7 separate regions of the Mus musculus genome follow, and regions 2, 3, 4, 5, 6 and 7 are each linked to region 1. Evidence: chromatin contacts called from public Hi-C and promoter capture Hi-C data. All regions are on one chromosome and are shown on one strand. The core of a region is the stretch at or near the end of the contact, and the rest is flanking DNA. Distances in the headings are between cores, read along the strand shown. Region 1 holds the start of Pramel12 (PRAME like 12). Region 2 overlaps Vps13d (vacuolar protein sorting 13D). Region 3 holds the start of Dnajc16 (DnaJ heat shock protein family (Hsp40) member C16). Region 4 overlaps Vps13d (vacuolar protein sorting 13D). Region 5 overlaps Vps13d (vacuolar protein sorting 13D). Region 6 overlaps Vps13d (vacuolar protein sorting 13D). Region 7 overlaps Vps13d (vacuolar protein sorting 13D).

Evidence for each region. Promoter capture Hi-C pulls out the DNA fragments that hold promoters and counts their contacts. A called contact is a pair of places that touch in the nucleus more often than the background predicts.
Region 2: a contact with region 1 is called in a promoter capture Hi-C map of cranial neural crest. The contact joins the enhancer-like site here to the promoter of Pramel12 in region 1. A contact is called at or near these places in 7 of 39 promoter capture datasets (the 3T3-L1 cell line, cranial neural crest, frontonasal cranial neural crest and 3 more) and 3 of 115 datasets of contacts at active chromatin or transcription factors (differentiating embryonic stem cells, embryonic forebrain and embryonic stem cells).
Region 3: a contact with region 1 is called in a promoter capture Hi-C map of pre-B cells, with 3 times the contacts expected there. The contact joins the promoter of Dnajc16 here to the promoter of Pramel12 in region 1. A contact is called at or near these places in 6 of 39 promoter capture datasets (the 3T3-L1 cell line, the C10 cell line, the HPC-7 cell line and 1 more), 1 of 484 Hi-C or Micro-C datasets (the G1E-ER4 cell line) and 3 of 115 datasets of contacts at active chromatin or transcription factors (T-cell acute lymphoblastic leukemia, large pre-B cells and thymic regulatory T cells).
Region 4: a contact with region 1 is called in a promoter capture Hi-C map of second pharyngeal arch cranial neural crest. The contact joins the enhancer-like site here to the promoter of Pramel12 in region 1. A contact is called at or near these places in 5 of 39 promoter capture datasets (the C10 cell line, cranial neural crest, frontonasal cranial neural crest and 2 more), 1 of 115 datasets of contacts at active chromatin or transcription factors (astrocytes) and 1 of 9 other capture datasets (embryonic stem cells).
Region 5: a contact with region 1 is called in a promoter capture Hi-C map of pre-B cells, with 4 times the contacts expected there. The contact joins the enhancer-like site here to the promoter of Pramel12 in region 1. A contact is called at or near these places in 6 of 39 promoter capture datasets (the 3T3-L1 cell line, cranial neural crest, frontonasal cranial neural crest and 3 more) and 2 of 115 datasets of contacts at active chromatin or transcription factors (astrocytes and epiblast stem cells).
Region 6: a contact with region 1 is called in a promoter capture Hi-C map of hippocampal neurons, with 3 times the contacts expected there. The contact joins the enhancer-like site here to the promoter of Pramel12 in region 1. A contact is called at or near these places in 6 of 39 promoter capture datasets (the 3T3-L1 cell line, the C10 cell line, cranial neural crest and 3 more) and 2 of 115 datasets of contacts at active chromatin or transcription factors (astrocytes and embryonic stem cells).
Region 7: a Hi-C map of B cells shows a contact between it and region 1, with 6 read pairs. The contact joins the enhancer-like site here to the promoter of Pramel12 in region 1. A contact is called at or near these places in 3 of 39 promoter capture datasets (cranial neural crest, hippocampal neurons and second pharyngeal arch cranial neural crest) and 1 of 484 Hi-C or Micro-C datasets (B cells).

Annotation. Positions count from the first base shown.
Region 1 is chr4:143,409,941-143,413,914 of GRCm38.p6, reverse strand. Pramel12 (PRAME like 12) reads right to left here and starts at 1,489. Exons shown (of 5, transcript NM_172877.3): 1 at 824-1,489.
Region 2 is chr4:145,124,424-145,128,403 of GRCm38.p6, reverse strand. Vps13d (vacuolar protein sorting 13D) reads left to right here. Exons shown (of 70, transcript NM_001276465.1): 28 at 1-159; 29 at 355-467; 30 at 1,782-1,994. Among named protein-coding and RNA genes, the nearest start is that of Vps13d, 69 kb to the left of the region's middle. Within about 2 kb of position 2,728, at least 39 of the 459 cell types and tissues checked have an H3K27ac peak or open chromatin away from gene starts, as enhancers often do.
Region 3 is chr4:141,788,237-141,791,893 of GRCm38.p6, reverse strand. Dnajc16 (DnaJ heat shock protein family (Hsp40) member C16) reads left to right here and starts at 1,250. Exons shown (of 15, transcript NM_172338.2): 1 at 1,250-1,304; 2 at 2,821-3,005. The coding sequence starts at 2,839.
Region 4 is chr4:144,996,671-145,000,530 of GRCm38.p6, reverse strand. The region is part of intron 67 of Vps13d (vacuolar protein sorting 13D); the gene reads left to right. Among named protein-coding and RNA genes, the nearest start is that of Gm36317, 35 kb to the right of the region's middle. Within about 2 kb of position 1,825, at least 172 of the 459 cell types and tissues checked have an H3K27ac peak or open chromatin away from gene starts, as enhancers often do. A contact at or near this core is called in second pharyngeal arch cranial neural crest, where this site is marked.
Region 5 is chr4:145,017,970-145,021,981 of GRCm38.p6, reverse strand. It overlaps Vps13d (vacuolar protein sorting 13D), which reads left to right. Exons shown (of 70, transcript NM_001276465.1): 66 at 1,713-1,845. Among named protein-coding and RNA genes, the nearest start is that of Gm36317, 57 kb to the right of the region's middle. Within about 2 kb of position 2,336, at least 92 of the 459 cell types and tissues checked have an H3K27ac peak or open chromatin away from gene starts, as enhancers often do. A contact at or near this core is called in pre-B cells, where this site is marked.
Region 6 is chr4:145,094,781-145,098,571 of GRCm38.p6, reverse strand. It overlaps Vps13d (vacuolar protein sorting 13D), which reads left to right. Exons shown (of 70, transcript NM_001276465.1): 42 at 409-561; 43 at 2,251-2,386; 44 at 3,701-3,748. Among named protein-coding and RNA genes, the nearest start is that of Vps13d, 98 kb to the left of the region's middle. Within about 2 kb of position 1,656, at least 54 of the 459 cell types and tissues checked have an H3K27ac peak or open chromatin away from gene starts, as enhancers often do. A contact at or near this core is called in hippocampal neurons, where this site is marked.
Region 7 is chr4:144,979,507-144,983,301 of GRCm38.p6, reverse strand. The region is part of intron 68 of Vps13d (vacuolar protein sorting 13D); the gene reads left to right. Among named protein-coding and RNA genes, the nearest start is that of Gm36317, 18 kb to the right of the region's middle. Within about 2 kb of position 2,026, at least 99 of the 459 cell types and tissues checked have an H3K27ac peak or open chromatin away from gene starts, as enhancers often do. A contact at or near this core is called in B cells and second pharyngeal arch cranial neural crest, where this site is marked.

The sequences.
Region 1 (3,974 bases), core at 240-2,739:
AAGAAATTTTAAAGTCAGTGGGCAACACTAGCTAGACATGGTAGTGCATGCCTTAAAACCAAAGCCTTAAAACCAAATACTCAAGAAGCAGATGCAAATGGATCTCTGTGCATTCCAGGTCACCCAGGGCTACAGAGAAACTCTGCCTAAAAAAAAAAAAAAAAAAAAAAAGTAAGAATGTAAATGAATAAAATCCAAACTCTAAGAAGATGGAATTAAAAGGATCAGATAAGACTATGTCTTCAAAATAAAATGAAATGAAAATTTTAAAATGTGAAGTCAGATATGATGAGACTACATGTGAATTCTACCATATTCTGCATGTGACTCTGTCTCTAAAAAGAAAAATTAAAATAAGCCTTAAATATTGAATCATTAATTCAACATTCAGAGGGGTGAGGCAGTCTGAAGCCAACCTGAGCTAGACTAAGGCCCCATCTAAAAAAACAAAAACAAAAACAAAAAACAAAGAAAAAATTTAACTTGACACAAACCAAGGTATAATTCTAGATATTCCATTAACTTTCAGCTTGTAGTTCCAGCTTGGGGAGGCAGATGCAGAACTGCCAGGTAATTTAAAAGCACTCTTGGCTGATCTGCGTTCTAGGTGGGCCTGGGCAGCAAAGTAAGGTCATGCCTCAAATAAAATAAAATAATAAATGAAACCAGCAAATTAAGGTCGAAGATGATGGCAACCATCACTATTAGTAAACTCAATGCCTGCGATCTGTTCCTGGGAAGAGAAGAAATCAGAGTTCCTTTGGCATCTTGGGTCAAGTGGCCCTCAATCAAAACTGTGCCCTTCTGGAGGTGACTGACTTACCAGAAACAAGAACTGATGGCAGAACTCAGAATCCCAGCAGGCCCAGGCAGTCAGTCCAAGCTCGGACTCCAAGTGCTGGTGAGTGTCTTCCCGAGCTTCTCTAAAGCTTTTATAGCCATCTTCACTTCAAACTTCCGGCCTGAGGCGTTTTCATCCGTCTCGCACTTCCGGCCTGCAGCGTTTTCATCCGTATCTGTCTCGCACTTCCGGCCTGAAGTGTTTTAGCCGTATCCGGTCCCACACTTCCGGGTTCCGTTTTATACTTCCGGCCTGAAGCGGTTTTTATTTTTTTGTTTTTCGGCGGTTTGTTTTTTGTTTTTTGTTTTCTTTTTGGTCGCCCCTCCCCCGGCTCGGTCCGCGTATTCTGTCTCACATTTCCGGTTTGTAGTCCCGCCTGTCAACCACAAGCCGTCCTCTGATTGGATGACTGAGTTTCCGCCACGTCTGGGCGTTTTCTGTTTCTGTATTGATTGACAACATAGTCTCCGTGGAAAAGGAAAAAAAAAAAAGAAAGAAAGAAAAAAACAGCCGGGAAAACCGCGCACATCCGCGGAGAGGCAGATGCAGGCGGATCTCTGGGGAGGTAAAGCCAAATTCACGGAGATGAGGGAAAAAAATCCTGAAAGCCGCGGAAGCGGTTCACGCCCTTAATCCCAGAACTCCTGTGAGCGATTCAGGCGGATCCCTGTGACGTCCGGAGCAGCCTGCTCTACGTAGAGCTCCAATACAGCCAGGACTACATAGTGAAACTCTGACTCAAAAAATAATAATTTAAAAAAAAAAACTGAGATTCCGTGAAAGTCAAAAGCCGATGCGTTAATTCACTTCATTCAATTTGTTTTCTGTATTTGCTTTACTTATTTATTTTCTTGTTAATTCACTTGGTTCTGCATTTCTTTCATGAATGAAAAAATAATAAACTAAGGACATGGCTGCTTCTAAGTATGGTGGAGGAGGAGGTTTATTGTAGGGGAAAAGGGAAGCATAGGCAGACAGCTGGGGGAGTTCAGAGTGGACATAACCCCTGAGCCATAAGACCCGGGTGCTGTGGCCAAAAGGTAAAAAGGGGGCAGGTAACTAAAATGGCTGGGTTATATAGAGAAGGGCAACACAAGCTGGAGAATTTGGGGTAGAAGGTGGAGTGTGCCAGCCATACCCTGTAACAAGGGGTACTGGGAGAACGTGGCAGCCTGGTCCACATTGATATGTTAAATAGGCACCTCAGCCATTTATTTGAGACTTAGAGTTTCAGAGGTGGAATCTTGCTCAGTACCTAAGGTTGATTTGGAACTCCAACTCTTAGCCAGTCTCCAGTCTCCACCTTCCTCTGGGGTTGAGCCAAGAGGAAGTTGTGAGCCAACATACCTGGCGGAATTGTATTCATTTGTGGCCCACTTAGTTCTAAGTATGAGTCACTGGGGATAGGAGTTTTAATCTGTGCCTGACGAATAGACATTTCTTAAAGCTGATATTATTATTGGCAAAGTTACGAATATGTTCTGGATCAGGGCCTGAGCTGGATGCTCTCTACCAGTCATCTGCTGTGGCATCTTCTCAGAAGGCAGGAAGATGTTCCCATTAATACTGCAGTAAGTGGCCTGGGAAGAAAGCTCAGTTTATAGAACAGTTGCTGCCCAGTATTCTCAAAGGTGCACTGTCCAGCAAGCACTGCATGCACCAGACAGACACTGTGGGGCATACTTGTAATCTCAGAACTAAAAAGTTAAGAGTTAGGAGGATCAGTTCAAAGTCATTTTTCCCCAAGCTTCATTGCCGGCCCAGGCTATATAGACCCTTACTCTCAAACGATGAAGAAACTTGCCTTTGAGAACAAAGGTTTTCCACATTAGGTTTTCCAGAAGGTAGAAGATGCTTCAGAAAGTGTCAGCCAGCACACTGGCTAGAGAACATGCAATAGAGAGTGGGGGCTGTGGGGTGGGTGAAATGGCTCATAGGTAAGGAGACCTGCCACAGCACTAGACTATTGGGTTCAGTCACACACTTAAGTGCTGGAAGAAGAAAACTGACTCTTGGGCTTGCCCTCTGACCTCCACATACACCCACAGACATACAGAAAATACACATACTTTTTTTTAAAAAATGAAAAGGAAGGTAAAGCCAGAGTGATAGCTCAAGCTTATATCTCAGCACTCAGGAGGCTGAAGAAAGCTTGCTACAAGTTTTGGGTCTAGCCTGGACAACATACTAAAACTCAGTTTCTAGTAAACAGCTAACACTGGAAGCAGGACCTCAGTGCCACAGGGTATCTTGCCATCAGACCTGAGGGCTTAGGTGATAATAACCTAGAAGCTCTGGAGTTAGGAGCTGTGGCAGCCTGGGATATCAGAGAGCAAGCACACAGTAGAGAAAGGCAGTACCTCTCTGGCAGTGTGGTTGGTAGCACCTGAAAGTTTTGGTTTTGTTTGTTTGTTTGTTTTGCTTTGTTTTAATATAGAGTCTCTTTACATAATCCTGCCTGTTCTGGAGCTCACTGTGTACTGACTTTGAAAACTCACAGAGGAGCTGGAGAGATGGCTCAGTGGTTAAGAGCACTGACTGCTCTTCTGAAGGTCCTGAGTTCAAATTCCAGCGATCACATGGTGGCTCACAACCATCTATAATGGGATCTGATGCCCTCTTCTGATGTGTCTGAAGACAGCTACAGTGTACTTGCATATATAAATAAATCTTAAAGAAAAAAAGAAAAGAATACTCACAGAGATCTGCCTGCCTGCCTATCCCCACTAGGTGCTGGAACTTATGTCATGTACCACCACACCCAGATTTCTTTTTAGATGAGACACAGGTCACACCCTGTAACCTTCATGGGCCTAGAATTTTCTATATAGACCAGGCCTTTCTCATACTCAAGCTGCTTGTCTTGCTTCTGTTGTCCTTGCCGTTTAAGAGTTGAGGCAGGGGACTGGAGAGATGGCTCAGTGGTTAAGAGCAATGACTGCTCTTCTGAAAGTCCTGAGTTCAAATTCCAGCAACCACATGGTGGCTCACAACCGTCTGTAATGGGATCCGATGCCCTCTTCTGGTGTGTCTGAAGACAGCTACACTGTACTTACATAGAATAAAAATAAATCTTTGGGCTGGAGCAAGCAGGAGTTGAGGCAGGAACATTGCAAATTGAGGCAAAGACCAA
Region 2 (3,980 bases), core at 1,479-3,978, 1.7 Mb before region 1:
ACTGTTGCAGACATATCTGTCCATGGCAGTCTGTCCTCTGTGCACTGTTCCCTGGATCTGTGTAAATACAAGCTGATCCGAGGCTTGCTAGAGAACAACCTGGGAGAGCCCATAGAAGACTTCATGCGGCCTTATGATCTACAGGATCCAAGGATTCACGTGAGTGAGACTGACAGCAAGTTCTTCCAAGCTTGTAGTCTCGGCTGCTGGGCACCTATGTGGATATTCCTCCAAGTATGCAAGGAGCAGAAGGGCAAAGTGGTGGGACAGCCAGTGAACTAGATTTCTTTATCTTCGAGCCATTTTCAGGTTGGCACCGTCACTCCAGGGCTGACCGGCATTTTGTTTTCACAGACTGTGCTGAGTGGAGAAGTGTACACTTGTATGTGCTTTCTCATCGATATGGTGAATGTGAGTCTGGAGCTTAAGGATCCAAAAGGAAAAGAGGGCACTGGCTCCCTAGCCAGGTAAGGCTTTGCCTAACTCTTGTAAGAACAATGTACCCCATGTACAGCTCTGGAATAGCCTCAGGTAGGTAGCACTTCAGGGCTCTGGTACACTTGGAGCTGGAGCATGGTCTCACTAACATTAAGGAGTGGGGAATGGGGCACCTTGTCCTGTGTCTATATAGTTTTGACACAGTTGTGGGCAGAGTGACACTGGTGACTGCCTCGTGGGTCAATGTTTTAAAATTGAGAGAATTCAGACAGATATAGATAGACAGACATAGAGAATATGAATGAGAACTGTTTGAAAATTGGCAGCACTGGGCTGAGCTCCCTACTTGGAAACCTCTAGAAGCAACATAGCAACTGCTTCCTTTATGGATGTGTGCTGGCTAGTTGAAATCTGTGGTGTAGAAATACAGAGTGGGATTTTGAAGCATGCATTGTATTTTTACCCTGAAAGCTATCCCTTGTCCCTAAGTGGGGTCAGCTAATGCTCTAGTTTTCTAGATAGATTGCTGTTGTTGGTTTATGTATGTATATACTTATTTTACTAGTCCAAGGTTATATGGCTGGAAAGTTGGGTCACATTTGAAAATGGGGTGTCAAGGCTAGTAAGGCCTGTCTGAAGCACTCTGACTTATCCTGATTTTCTGTTCAAAGCCTGTGTGGCCTGCACCCAGATCAGCTGAGGGGAACCATGCCTTGGTGAACCTGCATTCTTGGGGGCCAGCTACTCTCTTGATTTATTCCTTGAGTTTTTCAATGTGGAATGATTCATAATGGTACTGAGCAACTCATAATCGCTCTTTGCAACTTACTCTTTTTCCAAAAAAGACAGTGGGTTTGGATGCACTTCCGGTTGATGGGTCAGTTTCTTACTTCCTGAGTGCAAAGTAGGATGTTGCCTCCAGTGAGCTGTAGTGATCTTATACAGATGTGCCTGCTGACTCTGGAGGGAGAAGCCTCAGGCAAGCTATAATTTCACAGATGACGGTCAAAGAGACCCTGGATATCCATTGAGGATTATGATTTAACATATGGCTTTGTCAGCCTAGGATGGGACATGGGGTGGTAAATCATTAAGGATATAATAGGTTGGGTATATTATTATTCCTCATGCATTCCTGTGGATATAATCTCCTCTCTGCGATTGGAAAGGTTTCAGGCCCAGTGCCACTGACTGCATTTTGAGTGCCCTGTGAACAGTGAGTTCAGGATCTCAGATTGAATGGTACTCTGGTACACTGATGATGCCAATCTTGTTCCACACCTGAACTTCATTTCATAAGGTATGACTGTGTTTAACGTCTCCTTTGCTTTCTTCCCTTTCAGATTTGACTTTAAGAAATGTAAGCTGCTCTATGAGAGTTTTTCCAACCAGACCAAGTCCATTAACTTGGTTTCCCATTCTATGATGGCATTTGACACCCGCTATTCTGGGCAGAAGCCCAGCCATGGCATGACCAATGTGTTCAACTGTATCTTTCAGCCCTCCAAGAGCAGCAGCGCCACCCAGGGCTCCATTCAGATTGAACTGCATTTCAGGTAGTGGAGGCCGATGCCAGCTCTGCCTTCCTTTGTCTGTCTGTGTTGTCCTCCACCCTGTATCCCTCACCTCCAGATAGGTCTCACTGTGTAGCCCAGTGTAGCTTCAAGTTTACTATATAGCCCGGGGTTTCCTTCCTGACTCCACTTTCTCAGTGTTGGGATTACCCCCACATTTGGCTCCCCAACTCTGCCATTCCTTATGGTGATAGTTTCTTTCATGGCCAGTGGGCCAAGTCCCTGTGGCTTTAGAACATCAAAGAGAAACTATGAAGGTGGGCAGTCACAGGCTCACAAGCATCCTGTTAACACCCCTGCTCACTTGCACTATTATGGATTCGCCAAAAGATGTCTCTGTTGCTTTAAAAAAAAAAAAGGAAAAAGAAAAAGAAAAAAAGGAGTTTGGCATTAAGCCAGATCCTCAAAATCAACCTCCTTGTAAGCTTTAATTTGTAAAGTGGCTTGGGGAAGGAAGAAATTATGTGAGTTTAAGGAAAAAACTCAAGCCAAAAAACCTTTTGGTCTGCATGAAAGAAGGGTGGTTTTGACCTGAATGCTATTTATTCCTGTCTGGCCGAGAGGCAGAGAGCGGAGAGAAGAAGGTCTAGAATCAGACAGACCTTATCCCCAAGATAGTCTTCCTCTTCAGAGCAATGCATCCTTCTGAGCTCTGAGATTGACTCTCTTTTATGGAATGAACTAAAATTCAAACAAAAACCTATGCCTCAATCCTTGGGCATGGGTGAAAGTTGAGTCATTCTGACAAGTCACTTGGCACCTCCAGAAGCTGCTGCTGTTACTGTTGTCATAGCTTGTGTGAGATTCTTATGACTTGTAGCTATTCTTGTACTTATATGGCTGGCATTTCAGTGTGCTGCTAAGAAGTTAGCCTTTGAAGGAAAGAGGTCTTGGTGTCGCATATGCCTTTAGGAAGCCTAGCAAAAGAGACATTTTAGTCCTTGTGTACCCAACAGTGGCAATGCTAGTAGCTTTCTGCTGGTCCCTGACTTGACCAGGCACCTTACCTACTGCTAGTTGAATTCTCCCAGATCTGCAAACACGGGCAATTTCTCTCCCATTTTACACTTGAAGAGATAGACACCTGGAGAAGGTCCAAGTGACTCTTGGAAGGTTACACAGCTTAAAAGTCTAGTAGTCACAAGTTAGACCTGGCCTTTGATATCAAAACTGAGTCCCCTTAACTCTCAGACCCTCTGGCCTCTGTCAGTGGCTGAGTGTAGCCTTGGGATATGATGGGTGTGTTTGGCAGCCTCTTTGACGATGTTTCTCAGAAGGGAAGGCTTCTGTGTGTCTGGTCCTGTTGCAGAGGGATAATTTGGTATTTGCTTTATTCTTATTGATCTTGTCTTCCTAAGTAGTCAGTTCTTTGACCCTCCTCATCATGGCTTTAATATACAGGAGGCCCAAAGTATTATTCTGCATATATACTAAAGGTATATAATTTCATGCAGCCAATCAATCAGTTCTTACCTCGCTCTTGCTAACAGAAGTGCCCTTGTTAGTGAGAGGAGTGAACTGCTTCAGGAAGAATTGTTCTTCTGTTGGGATTTTGTATGTCAAATATAAATCACTTCACAGTTTAAAGGCTTGAAATATTTTCCAGAAGCAGAGTCTGACACACTTACTTTCCAGTTAACACTGAATTCTGACAGTCTCTGCTCAAAATGGGCTGGAAAAATTTTATGGAGGGCAACATTTTTTGTTCATTACAAAGGGTAGAGTGTTTCTGTGACAAGTGCAGTGTGTGAGAAGGAGCTGTGTCTTGCCATGCCCTTTAAGTAGAGGCAGCGAGCCAGGTTTAGCAGAAACGAGACTAGAGAAAGTAGCCTTAGGCACGTCCCTAAGTCAGCCTTTCCCAAACAGGCTTGGAGGTGAGTAAATGTACAGCCAGAGCCAGGGTCTTTTTCATAAGCTCAACCTTCAGACGCCATGACCTGTCACTAGCCTGTCTCTGGCTTTCCTTCC
Region 3 (3,657 bases), core at 1-2,500, 1.6 Mb after region 1:
ACTGGCAGCTTGTACAAACCAAGGTCTGTGCAGACAGTGATACAATGCTGAACAAGAAAAGTGTGAGACTCTACCTGCAGGAGCTTACCTGAAAGAGCTCTACCTGAAAGAGCCCAAAGAACAACGATATACACTAAATGTATAGAAGAGAGAGCCAGGCATGGTAGTGCAGACTTTTAATCCCGGCACTCTTTGAGGAGGCAGAGGCAGGCAGATCTCCTGAGTTTGAGACCACCCTGATTCACCTAGTAAGTTCCAGGCCAGCGAGGATTACACGGTGAGACCCTGTCTCAAAAGCAAACAACAAAAACAGCATGCTAGGTAAGTGTTTTAGAAACCGATTACATAAGAACTCACTCAACACGAGGCATGGAATAGAAAATACATCAAGAGCCCTTGGTCACGGGCGCAAAAAAAAAAAAAAAAAATGTCAGCCTTATTCACCACGCCCTCTTCCCTCGGTTCTTTTGTTTGTTTGTTTGTTTGTTTGTTTGCTTGTTTGTTTGTTTTTTCAAGACAGGGTTTCTCTGTACAGTCCTGGCTGTCCTGGAACTCACTTTGTAGACCAGGCTGGCCTCGAACTCAAATATCCACCTGCCTCTGCCTCCCAAGTGCTGGGATTAAAGGCGTGCGCAACCACGCCCGTCTTTCCCTCAGTTCTTGTCCAAATTCCAGTCTAGAACATCCTTGGGTTGATGTACTGAATTTGGAGCCTTGGATTCTAAGCTTCGGGCAAGTCTTTGGCCCTCTCCGAACTTCAGTATATGAAGAGGTTGAACTAGGAAGAATCCCTAAGGTCGCCTCAAACGCTGACGCTCTAGGATTCTATGAATAGGGTCAAAGTGAACTGGGACCAGCGACTGCGTCCCCGTCCTAGCAACAGTTGCTAGATGTGGGCCATCTTCTGGCAACCAGTGGAAACCCCTCCCCGGTTCCGGGAGGTCTTCCTGGTATCCCGTGATGCATAGCGACTCCGCCTCGCTAGAAGGCACGTTCTGGCCTCGCTAGTCAAGAGCAAGCTTTCAGACCCAGCCAGAGAGCGCTCTCCGTTCCTATAGCAACTGCGCCAGATCCAGGTGCCTACGGTGACCGTCAAGGCCAAAATAGGTTCATCGCGTGTGCGGCCTAAACCGGTCTGTGCGCGCGTCGCAGGCGTGGGGTCTTTAAGTGACACGTGACTGCCCCGGGCCTGGGCCCCGCCTCCTTCCCCTCCCCAGGTTCTCTGGTGTGGACTGGAAGCGCCGGCCCCGGCGGATTCACTGGAGCACGGACGCTGCGGCCGGTTGGGCCGGTGCCCTTTCCCGGTAACTCCTTCCCGGCTTGACGCGCGAGCGTGGCGGGGCCTTGCAAGCTGGGGGATCTCCCGTCAGATCCTCCGCGTCCTCAGCCCGCGCTGGGCCCCGGGGGGCCCCGGGAGCCGACAGGAACCGGGGCGGCGGGGGAGGGGGCCGCCTCCCGGAAGGTCGTAACCCGGGCGGGCGCCCGAGTCGGGACTTGGTCCTGCGGAGCGTCTGGGGAGCCTCCGCCGCCTGCGCTTGGGGACGCCGAGGGCTACCTGTTGGCCAGCGCGTCCCCAATCCTGTGGCCGGCCCCCTGGAGCTGGAGAACGTCAGCCAAAAATTGTCCCCACCTCACCCACTCCCGCAGCAGACACTTCACCCACCCTGCCTGTGGATTCTGCTTAGTAAACCCCTTACCCACTTTACTGTACCCCATCCCCATAAAGATCCTGCTAGGTGCTGGTGTTCAGTCACACCCTATCAGCAAGAACACAGGTTTAGGTCCTAGAATGGTGGTGGACAGCCCCCCACCCCCGCAATCTGATCCCCAATCTGGGTGAGTTTAGCCAGTACCTCAGAACAGGCTGTCTTAAAAGAGAAACAGGAACTGGCTTGCTTGTGGATTTTACTTAGCATGTGTGCAGTTCTAAACAGTGGTCAACTGTTTATAAAGACTCCCAAGCAGGGTTTATGGCTTGCACTTGTCAAAATCCACCCCCCCTGAGTAAGGTGTCAGCCACTGAACCTTACTAAACACTGTGAGGTCAAGATAAATGGACCCATGAAACCAGCATATGGTATAAAAGATCACAGCCCCCTGTGTGAGTGTGTGTATCTCCAGGTCCACGCTATCTCCTTATCAACCAGCCAGGATTATTCCAAAACCCACACTGAGTTCTACCCCTCAGCTGAGTTGTAGTTTAAAACATTTTAAAGCCGTGCCTATTCTTCTAGTCTTTCCTGTTCTCTTTAGATAAGAAACTGGATTCTTAATAATAGCAGACTTCTGAATATTAATGCACAGTTATTTTAAGGTGTTTTACTTTCATGTCTATTTAGTGTCCAGAAATGCCACAATGATCCTAGAATGTAATTTAGTACATGAGAAATCATGATGAGTTTGTGAGCTAATTTGACCCGTTCTCAGCTACTCTGAAGCCAATTATTTTAAGTTTATTGTTATGATAGATGAAATGGTGCATTTGAGATATCCTCTCCTGGATATCCTAGATATATTCTCAGAGTCACCACTTGTTTCAGAGCATTCATTTCCAGTAATTTTAAAAGGACTTTTCTAATCTATTAATCTATTATGACTTGTCTTTTTTTTTTTAATTCATAATAGTTCTTGTGTGTGATATTCAAAAATAGTGGTCTTTTTTGTTTTAAAGATAGGGTCAACTAGATTGACACATTCCCTCTTAAAAAAAAAAAATCTCGTGTTTAGCTCTCATTTGAACATCTTTATTCCCTACCTTAAGAAGCATGACCATTCAAGTTCCTGTCTCTTGAACTTAAAACTACCTCTTGATCATTTCAGCTCTGGGAAGGAAGAGAGATGGAATTGAAAAGGTTGGGCGTGTCCTGGCGATTCTTGATGGTTCTGGTTCTGATCCTGCAAAGCCTGTCTGCATTGGATTTTGACCCATACAGAGTCCTAGGGGTCAGCCGCACGGCCAGTCAGGCTGACATTAAAAAGGCATATAAGAAGCTCGCTCGGGAATGGTAGGTGAACCCAAGAACGGAAGTTTAACGTCCGCTAGGCAGTCAGCAGGTGGCTGAAGCCTCAATGAGGGTGACTTGTCTGTCTCTGCGTTGAGTGTATTTGTAGAACCGCCTAGAGTATTGAGGCTAGAGCAAATACGGAAGCAAGGCGGTGAGCGACGCTCCTGTGCTATGTAGAGGATTTCTGGTCCTTAAACATATTTTTCCTTTGTGTGTGAGGGAGTTCGTGTTTGTATGTTGGGGCAGGGGGAGGGTTTCTCTGGGTAGCTCTGGCTGTTCTGGAACTCACTTTGTATGTAGACCAGACTGACTTTGAACTCAGAGATTTGCCCATCTCTGCCTCCCAAGTGCTAAGATTAAAGGCGTGTGCGTCACCACCCAGCTCTTTTGACTTGGGTTTTTGGTTCTTTTGGTAATACTTTATTTTTAATGATGTGTATATCTCAAAGGAGACTGCTGAACACACTGGAGATGGAGTTACAGGGAGTCGGGAATTGCTTGATGTGGGTACTGGAACCAAACCTTGGTCCTCTGGAAGAACAGCAAGTGCTCTCTTAACCACCGAGCCATCTCTCCAGCCCCTAGAAAGCAATTCTTTATGAGTATAAATGCTACAGGGAACATAGAGTTTTATTCTCTAAGTCTCTAAGCT
Region 4 (3,860 bases), core at 576-3,075, 1.6 Mb before region 1:
CAAATGCATGAGGACTTGGTAGCTGTTTTGCAAGAAGCTTGCCAGGGATCAGACTAAAGATTTTGCTTTTGTGAGAACAAAGTGAAGTTGTTCATTGAAGAGCAGTTCGGGGCCTATATATAGGGGCCCAGGGCCTGCTGGGATGGGGTTTACACTCGGGCTGTCCTTTTGCCCTTCCACTGAACTCTCTTCATTTCAGTCGTGAGCAAACAGTCAGGGCCTGAACTAACAACCCTGCAGTCCTCCGAAGCACAGCTCGCTTACAGTACCGAACAAAGGGAGGGAGGGCCGCGTGGGCCGGCCCGGCCCAAGGAATGCAGCTTCAGGGTTCTGCTCCATAAATTTAACCAGCACGACGAAAAGGAGATAATATGAGCCTTCGTGATGATCTGAAAGGGGGAGGCTCTGTGTCCCATTGATTGCGGTCTGGCCCGTTGCCAGGCCCAAGCCTGACCGACAGTTGAACCATATCGTTAAGGCGTGTAATACAGCTCGAGTCTTGTACTGCCGCCAATGAGTACATATCCACAGGGCAAAAGTTTATAAAGAGTTGAGGCTGTCCTGCTTAACCCTCTCACACGGCATGTAATAGACCCAGCTGCCATTCAGAACCTGCCCATCCAAGGTCACACAGGGAAGCTTGCATGCTTCCTTTCTTCAAACAGTATTTCAGGTCTGGGGAGAGGGAAGGAAAGCCACGTTGAGGGGGTCACAGTGCTGGAATGTTCCCCTTCAGAACAGCTAGGCAGTCTGCCTCCATCCCTCCCCCGTCCCCCAGCCCAGAAATGGGACACCACGGTGCTTTCTTCAGAGCGGCTCTCTGTTTGCAGTATAATGTTGCTGAAGGAAACGGGGCTGACACAACAGGAAACCTAGCCGTCTCCTAGGAGGCTGTGTTGGTGGCAGAGTGGTTGATGCCTGGATGCTGTATCTTTGCATAGCATTGTGGAGGCTCTAGATGGGCCTTGCTCTCTGGCTCTCATGGGGCCAAGCCCCATGCTGATCAGAGCAGGTGCAAGGCTGCCTTATGGAAAGGCCTGGTGTTCCAGGTGGCCTCAAAGGAGCTCTAGTCCCTCACTAAGGAGGGCATGGGCAAGTAGATATCTCAGCAAGGGCAGGCAGCCTGAGTTCTCAGAAGGAACCGTGACATGAGCAGATGTGCAGACAGACATGGGTTTAATTAATATAGCTACCTGCATTCAGAGGGCCTAGGAGGGAAAGTGGATTGGGGTAGTTTCATCTTGTTTGTCAGCCCATCCCTCCTCATTGGGGTCCTTGGCCATGCTTTGTGTCTGTCATTTCCAGAGCAGAGGGACCCTGGCTCATGTCCAGAGACCAGGTCACCATACTTTGTACCCAGGAACTGTGGCACTCCCTTCTATACCCAGAATCTGCCTTTCCAGAAAGCAGCAGTGCCACTCCCTGGCTATATCCTTAATTCTGATCTACTTTCCAGAAGTCCCTCTTTATCTGCTCATCACCTGGGAGCAAGAACCAGCTGCTACACAGCTGGCACAGGAAGTCTCTGTGTAGGTAGGGTGCCTGCTGCATCAGATGTGCTCAGCATGCTGTGGCCCCCTTGGCAGGCCAGAGGGGATTTCTGTTTATTTTGGTGCTGTGGGCCTGAGTAAAAGACTCTAGAGGTAAGGGAAGAGATACGGTGCCCAGCCAACCTAAGACCTCTCTCTGGGTCCTTTGTTAGTCATGTTTCCACTGTCAAGGTGCTCTGAAGGCCCCAAGAGACTCTGATGGTGACTCCAGCATGGAGGGAGTTGTCATCTGGACTCCATTACACGATTGCTAAACCCAAACTGCATGTGTCTCTTCACCCTCCATATGAGGCCAAATTGTATGAAGAAATTTTGCTGCTCTTTGGATTTCTTTGGTTCTGTTTAATAATTAATCATTGAATATGCCAGATGTTAACTAGCATTCATAGAGATTCTTATCTGCAAAAATCTACATCCAGAACACCAGGAAGTCCTCAATGATTTTTGTACCACATAGAAGGAAGTTTGGTCCCACTCCCTGGTCTGAGCAATCCTTTGGAAAGGGAGCCTCGAAGAACTACAACCAAAGAGTCACTTCTGGCCTCTCCCATGACTCACCGTTTGTCAGCATCAGAGCTGCTCTGGGCTTGCTTATGCCCCTCCCTCCCCAAGGAACTTGATCATTAGTTAGCCAGAGTTTGCCCTCACTGTCTGCTGTCTGTGCCTGGGTCCAGAAGAAAAAAGAAACCCTCAGTTTTAGGGAGAGAGGACAGAGCTTTTGTGTCCCTTCTTGGTATCAGAGGAGGTTTGGCTATACCTGCCTCTCTCTGAGCTACAGGAAAGCTTGAGCAGGAGGGCATTGTCTATTGCTTCCTTTTTGTCTTGCTCACAAGCCTGTGTACCCATGCACAGGGAAACAATTAGAAAGCCACATGCTGGGTGTGAGCAGTGGTTGGCACCAGGTCTGGGAGATTTCGCTTATTGCCCCATCTGTCTGGCAGTATCTAGCATCTTACCCCCATCTCTCTGGCTCATGGCATGTCTCTAACACAATTTGTATGTGTCCTTTTTTTCCAGGCCTATACAGACAGCCCCCACCCCTTCCTCAGGCCAACAATACAAATGAATTCATTCTTACTGGCTCTTGTCTCCTAAGAGGATAGGTGCTAGGAAGTCAACTCTGACCCAGGGTACATCTGATCTGAATGAAATCTCAAAATACACCTGAGAGGACCTGAGCCCTTATCTTTCATTTTGATCTCTTTCCACCTGGACTATTAATTCTGTTTTCAAAGGAGGTCGGGGAGTGAAGAGCATTTCAAAGTGAGGTTGATTCGGTTTCTGAACCAGCTTGTCTTCTGGCTTGTGTTTGGCCCTGATGAGAATCAGAAGGGACAGCCATAAGCCCCTTCAGTCTTGTGTATCTGCAGCTGGAGAGCCTCAAAACCAGTTCCAGATGTCACTATTCCCTTTGCTGGTGCGTTGGGACTGGGGCATGCTGGGAGACTAGCTGCATGTGCTCTTTCCCATTCTTAACGTGTAGATTCACAATGCATGCCTTACCTGGAGGACCCTTTAACAACTGTACCATGCATACCCAGGTCCCTGTTGGGCCTGCTAACACCTCCAGCTCTTCTGTCAGAGCATATTATTCTGAGCCTGCTGACTCACAGAAGAAGGAACACTCTTTCCTGCTATTCAGGGTCAGAAAATGAGACAGTGTGGTAAAAATAAGCTAGTTCTTAGGCCGGGGAGAAGTCCTATAGACAACTGCAGTTTGGCAAAGTCACATACATGGCCCTCCTTGCTGTATCCATGGGAACACTGGGCCTGGCCAGGCTGTGGGAGGAGACAGAGGTAGTGGTTGCTCCCCTCTGATTGACCCTTTTGCAAGAAAAAAAAGCCATTCAGCAGCTCCTTCCTTACCTAGCCCATTTGCTATACAGTCATTACAATGGAAACCTAGACTCACCTGTGGCTCCATTGTGAATATACTTTACACGTTCTTTGAACTGAACTGTTTCTTGAATCATCATGGTTTCTTAAAGCATAGTTTTAGTGTTTAAGTAAAATAGCATGCTGTATGTGTACATTGAGGTTTAGAGCATTGTTTGGTTGTTAGCTCTTTAATTGCTACAGCAAGCCATTGAAATAGGTGCTGTTATTTTCTCCCCTCCTCCTTGTCTCAAGAGAGTGAGCAGAACGCAGTGTAATAGGTCATTAATAATCACCAAAAAGTTACCAGTACCATGCCACTAGACACCTCCCTACATGTCTATATGTATTTGTATGCATGCACATACAAATGTGTGCATGTATGTGAGTGTTACACGAATACATGCATGCGTGCACTTTGTGTGTGTGTGTGTT
Region 5 (4,012 bases), core at 1,087-3,586, 1.6 Mb before region 1:
GTCTTCTCATTAAGCTGTATATCTAAATAACATTCCTGTGAGTTCTCTAAGAGGTTAGTCCTGGGTCATTGGCACTTTAAAACAGTTGTTTTGGTAGATCCTTCCTGAGAAGGTTAATTATATATTTGATACCCTTCTCTTTTTATGCCTGAATGATGGGGATAAGTACCCTGTGGTTTATTAACTGTCATGCTAAACCTTTTCAAATTGTCTGGTGACAAAACAGAGTTTATATCCTTTTTATCCAGCTTTGATAGATGAGACAGCTTCTCTGGGTAAAGTAAACCAGAGTAAATAAAATCCTCTGATTTATGGGGGATGATGGGTTTGCACTCAAAATCATGGGTGTTCATCTTTTTGCCCACTTCCTTCTCTTCATTTGATCAATGGGGCTGTGCACCTGATGGGCACTCAGTAATTGTTAAGTGAAAGAAGGTGTAACTTTAGGGAGGTTCATCTCACCTTTTCTTTTCTCCACATTGAGCCCCATGCTCAGTGCATGCCAGGCAAACATCCTACCAAGCTGCACCTTTACCCAGTTCTCTAGAGACTTTGATACGAAACCCTAGACTGATAAATCTGGCATCTCCTGCCTTGAAATACACTGATTACCAGCACAAAGGCTGTGTTCTGAACATCAAAGGATCCCAATTCTCGCCTCCTCTATCCATTTTTTAACTTAATGTTAAAAAAAATTGTATGTGCTTATGTGTATGTATTTTAGTATATGTTTGTATGTACATGTGTGTGCCTGTGTATGCACACAGAGGATAGAGGAAGAGGTGCCCTACTCTATCAGTCTCTACCTTATTTTCTTGAAACAGGGTCCTTCATTAAGCGTAGAGATAGACTGGTGACCAGCAAGCCCCAGCAACCCTGCTCCCTCTGGCTAAAGTATGCCAGAGAGATAATATCCTCTGATTTGTGGGAGAGGATGAATCTTCACTTGAAATCATGGGTTCACGTCTACTGTTAATCTTTTAACCACTGCTACACCACTGGGTTGCCGGGCACCTGTACAGCAGTGACCGACTTTTTCCATGGGTGGTGGGGATTTGAACTCGGGTTCCTGTGCTTGCTTGGCAAGTGTTTTAATCTGTCAAGCCATCTCTCTAACCTCCACACCTTTAACATTTAAAAAGGTTTCAGGGGTGCAGATAAGGTAGCTCTTACATGGAATACTTCAGCCTAGACCTAGTTACGATTTTTGGATTTCCCAACCTCAGGACTATTTACCTATGAGATTTTCTGAGGGAGGAGATGTAAGTTTAGATGTGAAATTCACCCAGGTTCATACTGGGATTCATACACACCTCACACACAGTCTGGCGCACCAGCATCTGATTTGCAATCCTCCACATGGGGCAGGGCATGGAATTTTCCACTGTGGTGCTGTGTCAGTACCCAAAAAGATTCAGATGTTAGAATATCTTGCATGTAAAGGTTTTTTTGGATTTGGGTTGTTCAGCCTAAATTGTACAACAGATGTGTAATGCTTTGAGAGGGTTCTTCTAGTGCCTCTTGTTTCCCTGTGTCTGCTACCCAGGGTTTTAAGAGACAGGCTGCTGGGGCAGATAGTATGTAACTCAGAAGTTAACCTTTCTGTGTAATCACAATTTACTTACTCTTAGCTAAGACCAAGGGAAGGTATTTATTTAATAGCAAAAATGTTGAAGCTTTAAAACTCCTCTTTGTGTTTTATTTTGTTCTAGTTTGCAGGGACACTATCAGATGGCCTGGGGAAGACGATGGACAATCGGCACCAGTCAGAGCGAGAGTACATCAGATACCATGCTGCCACCAGTGGAGAGCACCTTGTGGCTGGCATTCATGGATTGGCTCATGGTAAGGCACTTGCAATTAGGTTAAGGAAGAATGCCCCTCTTGCCATGGCCTCTCATAAGTACCTTTATATACACATCTCAGTGCAAGGGGTAGGAGGGGGATGAAAGCTGCCAGCAGCAGATACTGGTGAGGTGTCTTGGTGAGTCTGATAGCCTTTCTTTTCACTCCTTCCCTGAAGTCCTTGTCCCTTTTCGGGATGCTGAGCGCACTGCACTTCCTTCCAGTTCTCTAGCTTCCATGGCTAAGGGCATCAGATACAATCCATCAATCTCCTCTTAGAATCTGGACCTGTTGCTTTAAAACTATCTTTAGAGGGCTCAGAAAATGGCCAAGTTGGTAAAGCACTGGCAAGGCAAGCACAAGGCCCGAGTTTAATCCCAGCACCACATCAAAAGCCAGATGTGGATCCCTGGGGCTTGCCATTCAGACAGCCAAGTGAAAGACACTCTAACAGCAGCAGCAGCAACAACAACAACAAGAGGTAGATGACTCCTGAAGAATGACATCAGAGGTTGACCTCAGATGTCTGCATGTGTTGACCCATGCACATGACTGCCTGATGCTTGCCACTTGTTCCTTCCAAAGAAACTGAGATATAAAAGTGGCTCCTGGCATATGGTTGTGGTGTTTCTGCGTCTATAAGATAGATGCAGAATTACAAAACATGTAATTGCAAAGAAGGAAGTGGCAGGCAGACATGTGTTTTCTCTGAGTTTGTTTCAACTGTCACCCATTTCCTATTACTGTGGTTTTCTTAGCAAATTCTAAATGTGGCATCGAAAGCCTTTGGAAATACAGGCCCAGTCAATTTTTCTACCAGTGTCCCCCAGCCACACAGAAGGAAGTGCTGCCCCCATTCCTGACCTAGGTACTTCCGCTCATACTTCTGCAAGCACCTGTGGCACTGGTCATATGGCCAGTGATGTGTGACTCACTGTCAAATGGCCTGAGTGTCAGAAAAGCAGAGGGGCCATCTAGAGCCCACTGGCCCATAGTATATTCAGTGATGGCTAGCAGCTTTGACCAGACCCTAGGAATCATTGATACGATGACAGTCCCCTAGTCTATCAGTCACAACTGTCTATATTTGGAAGAAGGGAGGTCACTGTTTTATAATGATGTATGACTAGTTCTAAGCTTAGGGTACAGTGTTTACAGTGGAAGGCTTTTCTGAGCCCTATCAGTTGTAAAGTGGATGACCAAGTATCAGGCAGGGTGTAAAACTGGGCTAAATTAATCTGTTTATAAAATTTTAAAGTAAAGATTTGGAATAATCCTTCTGGAGTAAAGATTAAATTGTCTTTATTAGCTGTAATGTAATACAGTAGCAAGTAGAGCACAGTTTTAATTAATGTGAAGATTTTTGCTGTGTCTAATTGCTATCCTCTCTTCAGAGAGAGGTGGCTGGCCTCACTTTTTGGATGAACACAGCTATGTACTAAGAAGCTGGGTGATTGTTCACAGTTGCCAAATCACCTCCAATCAAAGATTGTCCTTATGCTATCCACAACCCCTCCAGGAGCCACTTAGGCCAATCTGAGCCCAGAACCAGTACCCGCCTCATCCAAGAGGGCACTGAGCTCTGGGCAGTGTGAAAGGAGAGTCTCCTTTAGGAGGAAAAGAATCACATTATAATAAGACCAGAGTCTATCTAGTCTCCTTAATTTGGAACTGGAGTCCTGGAGAAGATCAGATGGCTCAGTGAACAAACATGGTTGCTGCTAAGCTTGACAAACTGCATTCAATAGCCAGGACCCACATAATGGAAGGGAAGAACTGACTCCTATAAATTGTCTCCTGACTTTCTCATGTGGACTTTGGCTTGTAAGTGTGCTTGTGTGAGCAGGTGTCAGTGTGAGTACGTGTGTGTGTGTGTGTGTGTGTGTGTGTGTGCGCGCGTATGCATGCTCACATACTCATAAAATAAATGAATAAAAAACTGGAGTCCTATTTGATCTGTTGAAGACCACCTCCTAAGTCCTAGTTGTTTAGCCGGAATTCTGTTCTGAGTTAGGATAGGAATGTTGCCTCACTGGAGCAAAAAGATCCTGAATCTGAAAGAAACTCTATGAATTTCAGGGACACTCTCACCCAACCAGTTTCCTTTCCTAATTTGTCTCACTAGAGCTGAAGAGTGCAGAGAGCTTCCTCACACCCCAACTGTCAG
Region 6 (3,791 bases), core at 407-2,906, 1.7 Mb before region 1:
CACACACACACACACACACACACACACACTTTCTTCTATTGAAAAACATTATTTGAAACAGAGTTTCACTATGCAGCCCAGGCTGGCCTAAAATTTGCCCTATTGCACAGGCTGGCTTTACAGTCATTCTCATTCTTCAGCCGAGGTTGTAAGTATGCTGTACAATGCTCAGCATTACTTCAGTCTATTTCTAAACGTCCAAAGATGTTTAGTTGTGACAGAGCCGGAAAGTAGCTGAAGCCACTTGCTCTCGGGTCCTTCTTGGGTCACAAAGAACAACCAGGTTATATCATGCCACTGCAGTCAGTCAGTTATGGGAGGGCTGATTTCCTAGTGGCTCAGAACTCCTGTAGAGATAGTAGGGAGGGTAAGGCTGAAGGGACAACCTGTCATTTGATTTGGTTCCAGGGCTGCACTGTCTCACAGTGGGAGTCCTGGGGTGGTTCCAGAAGGGAATGGAGCATTCCTGGATGATGCACACAATGTCAGTGAATGGAGAGAAGTCCTCACAGGTGAAGAGATTCCCTTTGAATTTGAAGCCAGAGGAAAGTTACGACACAGGTAAAATATGGTTGTTTATTCTTTTTCATGGATTTCATGGCATGGATATAAATGTTTGTCCCTGGTGTTTTGTCTTTCACTATTTGTCTTTCACTGACTTGAATGTTTTGTTGTTCAAAGATACTTTGAAAGTGACTGTTTCCTCTTAGAATATAGGCTGTCATGCCATCTTGGAAAAACATTTCTTTCTATTCCCATTTTCTTGGTGTGTGAGAAGATAACTAAGTATTTCAGAGTTTGGACAAAAGCTAGGTACATACTCACACTCAGCTCCATTAAACCCTGTCCGGGTCTCTGTGTAGGCGACCGAGCCTGAAAGCTGCCCAAGTGGATGATGTGCAGTTCTCAAGCTTGATTATCTCAGTCTTAAGATACATTTATGCCGCACACTTTCTGTGAGCAGATAGGCCCAGGATGCAGAGCTAGGAAAAGCAAGCAGTGTACGATTACCTCTTCAAGGGGTACTGCTGACCCAGTCACTCCTGGCGCAGCCAGCTAGAGGACTTGGCACAAATACAGATGAAGGCTTTAATTCCATTTCCTGAAAGATAATAAAATGTCCAGTAAGGTATTACCTCACTATTTGCAAGTATTTTTAAATGGAAAGGCTGTCTAGGGTGTAAATAGGTGAAGGCTTAGTGTTTGAGCCTTGGACTGATTCTGGGAAGCTGAAGTGGAAGAGGCTGGCTTCAGGCCTGAGCCCATATGCAAACCTCCCTCACAACAAAGCCTTTCTTCCTCTTGTTCTGCCTGCACGGGTTAGTCCTGACTGGTGAGGGTTTTGAATGTATGGGTCTGGGTCTCTGGGAGTCCTTTGGGGGTGGGGGTAAAATCTCTATGCTGGATACATTTTCAGGGTGCCCTGTGCTTCAGGAAGCTCTTGTTAATAGTATCTTTCAATAAGCCCTGCCTCTTGCATCAGAGAGGGCTTGGTGTCATTTCCATCTTAGTTTCCATGTAACCCACTGTACTGCTTGAACTCATCAAAATAAATGCATTTTTTGGCATTTTCCCCTTGGCATACTGTCCCTATGCTGCCCTCCTCCCTTCCTGTCAGCCTCAAGTTCAGTTCCCCATTTCAGCTTCAGCCTTCTGGCTTGAATTAGGCAAAATCTAAAATAGAATTAAACGTGCAATTTCCTCCTATTCCTTCTGTTCTGCCCACTGCCTTCTGCTCCAGTTTCAGCTGAGCGCTTGTACACTCTTAACTCCAAGGGCACTGTCTCCCAGGCCTGTCTGTGGTTGTGTAGGGCCTGAGCCAAAAAACTGGATGTGTTCCTTAGAGGAGTAGAATTTTCAACAAAGGAACTAAAAAGACAAAGCTTACGTACCCCAAGAGCATGGTTACGTGATTCAATGGCCAGGACACTCTGATCATTCCATTCAGCTGATTGCCACTGACATTATTTCATGAAGATTAGGTAGGTGCTGCTGGGAGCCCTCTGGCAAGCATACAGATTTTCATGGTTTATGAGAAGAGGGCAGATGCCCCTTGCTCCAGGCCTTCTGCATCTCACCAGTAGCCGTCAGCATAAAAGCCAGTTAAACTGTCTTCCTGACTTCTCTCACCAGGTAATGCTGAGAAGGCTTAACTGGCTTTTACATCATTATAAAATACAATCAGGTTGGAGTCTCTGCTCCTAATTTCCTGTCTTTTTGAGACTGGGCCTTTTCTGATCCTCTTGACAGACATACTCACGACCTGCGCATCCATCAGCTGCAAGTTCGAGTGAATGGCTGGGAGCAAGTGAGCCCAGTGTCTGTGGACAAGGTCGGGACCTTCTTCCGATATGCAGCACCAGACAAAAATTCCTCTTCCTCTACGGTGAGTGGCTGCTGTTTGGTGTCATGCACACTCTGCCAGGCCAGGTTGTTACACAGTGAAGCTTGCAATAACCTTGCTCTGTTGAAGTGCTTTGCTCCCCTGTGTCTAAGAAGAAAAACATCAGAGTATTGTCTCAGGAGTGAGTGTTAGGAATCAATATGAAGATCAGCCAGCTAATGGTTGACATCAGTAGAAAACGAGGTGGGAATTTGGCAGCAACATGTTGTTTCATGTAGGTAGATATCTTCTTCTCTGATCATAGTCTGGGAAACTTCCCTCTGTCTATGGGGGATGAGTTTCAAGGTTTCACCTGCCCCACCCCAGACCCAAATCGTTGGTGCTCAAGTCTTTATTTTTTTATGGCAGAGTGTTTGCACACAGTCTATGCGTATCTTCCAGTAAACTTCAAGTGATCTAGAGATCACATTTCCACAAAAGTACTGTGGGAAGCAGTTGCTAATACTGTATTATTTAGAAGCTAGAGATGAGGAGAGAGATTGTATGTGTGACCATAGTAGGCCTGACCACACATCAAATGGTCTGGGCTTGGTTGAGTTTGAGGATGTGAGCCCTGTGTATATAGAGGGCCAACTGTCTTGGCTGTTCTTTATGTATAATTAAGCTTTACCATTTGCATGCATCTTCATATTATATTGCTCTTCCATGGTCCTTTTAGCTCTATGTTTCTAAATCCTATGTAGCATTGCTATTTATTGTCTAATCACACTTAAGTTCACCTGCTTCTCCCTGGCCTTTCAACCTGGGGCTGGGGGGCAGGGGGCAGGATGCAGGCAGCTTCCCCAGCTGCTGGTATAGGCAGACGCCAGTGTTCTGGTGATGCAAGTACCTTATGTGCCCCTGTGCCATATTCATGTTTTGTTAGGCAGGTGACCTGCTTTTGAGCATCAGTGATGAAGCAAACACTGTAGAGACACTGCAGCTTTGCTCATGAGAGATACTTTTGGAGAACTCCTTTCCACGAGTGTTTATTTTCACTGTCTCTATATGGCACTCCACTTATCTTCATTGGGAGAAAAACATTATTTTCTGCCTAAATTCATGTCAAGCAGTGAAAGGAACAGCTCTTCCCACACATACTTAGCCATTACATTGATGGGTCCTGGAGAAACACAGCCATCGGATGATAGTAGACTGAATATCATTTTCTCCCTAATGCTCAAGACATGGTATATTGTCTTTAGTGATACTGTACCTGAGAGCCGTTTTAAACACCACTCTTTCAAGGCAGTTACATTGTCACTGCTATTGTGTGTCACTGCTATTGAAGCTCTGATTTTTGTAACTCTCTCATAGATCGGCAGCCCAAGCAGCAGAACAAACATCATACACCCCCAGGTTTATGTGAGTATGACTTTGCTGTTGTCATCATTGTACTTACTGAGTG
Region 7 (3,795 bases), core at 777-3,276, 1.6 Mb before region 1:
AAGAAACAGCCCATTGGTCTACTGTTTTGCCTTGTCTGTCTTTGAGAAATTTCTTTATGACCCAGGAGCTTCATGCTGATACAGCCCTTGGAAGAGACTAAAGAATGACTTGTCCTAAATGTCAGATTGTAAATGACCAGTACCAGAGGGAATGGCTCTCAGCCTGCTCCAAAGCAGACCTCCCTGTGTTGTCTCTGCGGTATCAGTCTCTGTAGTCAGTTCAGAGAGGCCGGGGCATGAGATAGTCTCAGTCTTAAGGGACTTTTGTCCCTTATATATATTTTGTTTTGTTTTGTTTTGTTTTGTTTTGTTTTGTTTTGTTTTGTTTTTTGAGACAGGGTTTCTCTATATAGCTCTGGCTGTCCTGGAACTCACTTTGTAGACCAGGCTGGCATCGAACTCAGAAATCCGCCTGCCTCTGCCTCCCGAGTGCTGGGATTAAAGGCGTGCACCACCACGCCCCATATATTTTTTTTTAACTTTACTGTTTGCTAGAGAATGCTAGCAAACTGAAACTAAGAAGCAAATTATTACCCATCGAATATCCTGGAAATGCAGTTTTCTTAATTATTTTGTTGCTCTTACACATTTTCAGTTAGTGAGATTATTCTTAGCTGACATGGTAACCATGGTAGTCTCTGGTGCTATTTTGTGGAAATTCTCCGAATGTAAGGTGCTGTGTGACCTGTGCTCTCTTGACCAGGTGTGAGATGACTGAATTTGGGGCGTAGAAATGTCCTAGTGTAACTTGTATCCTCTGAGGTGAAGCGAACTAGGGAAGATTCTGGCACTGTGGGTGTTGCTGACTGGTGGAAGCGTTCAGGGGAAGATTAGCTCCTGGGGGTGGCCTTCAGTGTCATTGCTTGAGACAATACCAGAGGCCTCAATTCCCATTTCATATCTTGTTTGAATGAGAACATAGAAAACGAAGTCTAGAATTTAGGAGATAGGATATGGCATCTTCTTAGGTGTATCCTGCCATGGTATCACTGGAGTATCTCTAAATAGTGCTGTGCACTTCTTCCCTTGAGCCTATTCTGCTACCAACACATGCTGTGCACCGAGAGGCTTCAACAACAGAAACTTAGATCTTCATTTCTGAACGCTGAGAGGGCTGAGACCTTCCTATAAACTGCACTATTGATGGGATTTTGAGCCTCAGACTCAAACCTAGAGAGTCATTTCTCAGCAAAACGGAACATAATATAGACTCTACTGGAGTGTCAGCCAGTGATAGCTAGGGTGTCCCACTCACTGGAGAACCCTCTGAACCTAGAAGTGCCTGGGGTTTAAATCACTCAATAAACTCAGCTGGAGAGCTGCAGGTCAACATTTGTGTTAACACATGTCCTACTTTCCATTTCCCATGAGGACTTAGGGATACTATCAAAGGATAAGTAAGGGGTGAGAGATGTAGCTAAGCTGGTAGAATGCTTGCTTAGCATGCACAGTGCCCCAGGTTCCATGTCTAGCACTGCATAAACCAAGAGTAGTAGCATTTGCACTCAGGAGATGGAGGCAGGAGGACCACAAGTTTAAAGTCAGCCTCAGCTACCTTCCACAGTCAGCCTGGCATCCCTGTCTCAAAAAGGAGGATGGGCTAAGTAAAATTACAGATCTTTGGGTGTTAAATCTTAAATTCTTTGTTAACCCACCTCTATTTGATCCAAACCATCTCTGGTTCTTTGAAACAAGATTCATTTGTAATAGAATGATAGAAGAACAGAAAAACACTCTGGACAAATTGTATAGTCCAGGCATCGTAGAGTTGCTGCCCACATGGTACACACCCTGGAAACAGGCCAGTGAGCTAAAATCTGCAGCCAGGAAGAAATCAGCAAAATGAGTTTCATAAAACACTTGAAGTTTCATGTGATCTGGGCACAGTTACTGCCTGAATTTTAACTTTGAAGATGAGGACCTTGTATCTCCACCCACGCTGAAGGTGGAGCCTAGCCAGTGGGTGGTGAGGGAGGCATGTGACCCCAGTCTTCCTGGGCATATAGGAGAGGTCACAAGGGACCCTGGCAGACGTGGCTCGGAGTGTCCTCTGTTATCAGCCTGTACTCAGGGTCATGTGAGTGGTCTAGTCATCCCTCTGCAGGAAGGGCGTACTCAGGAAAAACTCTGGTGCCGACTTCTACCTCTGACTTTTATCCTAGATTTGTAATTAAAAACATGTTTAAGGACCTAATTATTTGCATATTCCCCTCAGAGTTAACCCGTTAAAGGAGTCTTTAATACCTTGCTCTACTGTTCTAACTAAATGTTTCCACATTTTTTTCCACTTATACTCACTGTTTCACTTCTGGAAAATATTGTGTAATTACTTCCTGATGGAGTGAAAACCCCACAAAGTCCCCAGTGCCACAGCAGCGTCAACTTTGATCTCCCACATCAAGTTGTATTTAGTTTTGTGGGGTTTTTTTCCATTTAATTAAACAGTATTAAACAGATTGTCACTGACATCCAATTTAAGGTCTGCTAAGGCTTCATAGCAGGCTCATCAGTTCTGTGCACCTCTGCTACTTCCCATTCTCCTCAGTCCTAACCCAGGATCCTGTATGGTTAACTTTTCTGAACAATGCCTAGTTTGTGGCTAGGAGTCACCCTTTAGTTGTTTGTTTGTCTTTTATAAAGTATCTACTCGTTTCGAATATTTTATCAAGTTGGCCCATTCAGATTGCAGGCACAAAGGCGATCGATCACAAGACCAGATCCTTGGGTTCTTTCACTATTTAGACAGAAAGGAATATCTAGGAGGTGTGTGTGTGTGTGTGTGTGTGTGTGGTTTGTGAGTGTATGTATGTATTTTTAATACAGAAAATATAAAGAAAAAGCAAAGGCAACCTTGTAAACTTCAGGTTTTTCTCCTTGGGTGCTTGTCTCCTAGAGGCAGGGGAGGAGGGAATTTTGAAGAAGAGGATCCAGACTAAAGTAGCATGCTAAAAATGTCACCTTTCTCTTCTAATGAAACCAACTCATTTACATGGTTAGCAAAATCAAAAAGAATTCAGGAAATGAGTAATAGTGAAATCCCCTTTGTTCCCTCCGTCCTTCCTTCCTTTGCTGGAAATGGACCCCAGGGCCTTACATGACTAGATGGTCACTGTTTCTCTCAGCCACAGCCTAGCTCCAGCTTACACTGTCTCTAAGCCGGGAGCTAACCTGTCAGAAACATTTGACACCTGCAGACTTGTATCCAGCAGTTTACTCAGCTGCGCAGATAGAAGTCAATGGCTTGCTTGAAGTTCTGAGGGCAACACAGCCCCTGGTATCCCACACCCCATGTTGTACCTATGTGCAGTGGGGTTCCTCCTAGCATCCTTTCTCTATTGTCTTCTAAATCCTTGGCCAATACATTGTTTCACTGTGTGCCAGGTCAAGTACAACTTTACAACTTTGTGGTGTTCCTCAGCAAGTCCATAGTCTAGCAAGTCAAAGAGACTTGTTTGGGAGGGGAGGGAGATAACATAGGAGATAAACTGGGAGATGTTCACTGTTATTTCCCTTGTTGCCCACTGCCTGTAACATAGACAGTTACTGTTCTAACAGAAGTCTGAGCTACTTGCCATGGGCCTCTGGTGGTTAGTTTAGAAGAGAGGGCCTCTCTTTCCTCTTCTGGAAGGCCAGAACTTACCCTAGTGCTTGTGTGTGTTTGTCATCTTCCCTCTGTCCTCACAAGACAGATGGAGTGTCCCTCCTCTGTCACCTGAGAGGCTTTCCGTCAGCCCACCTGTGGGGCAGCAGCAGTGAAAAGTGGCTATCGGTAGACTCTGGAAAGCCAAAGTCCAT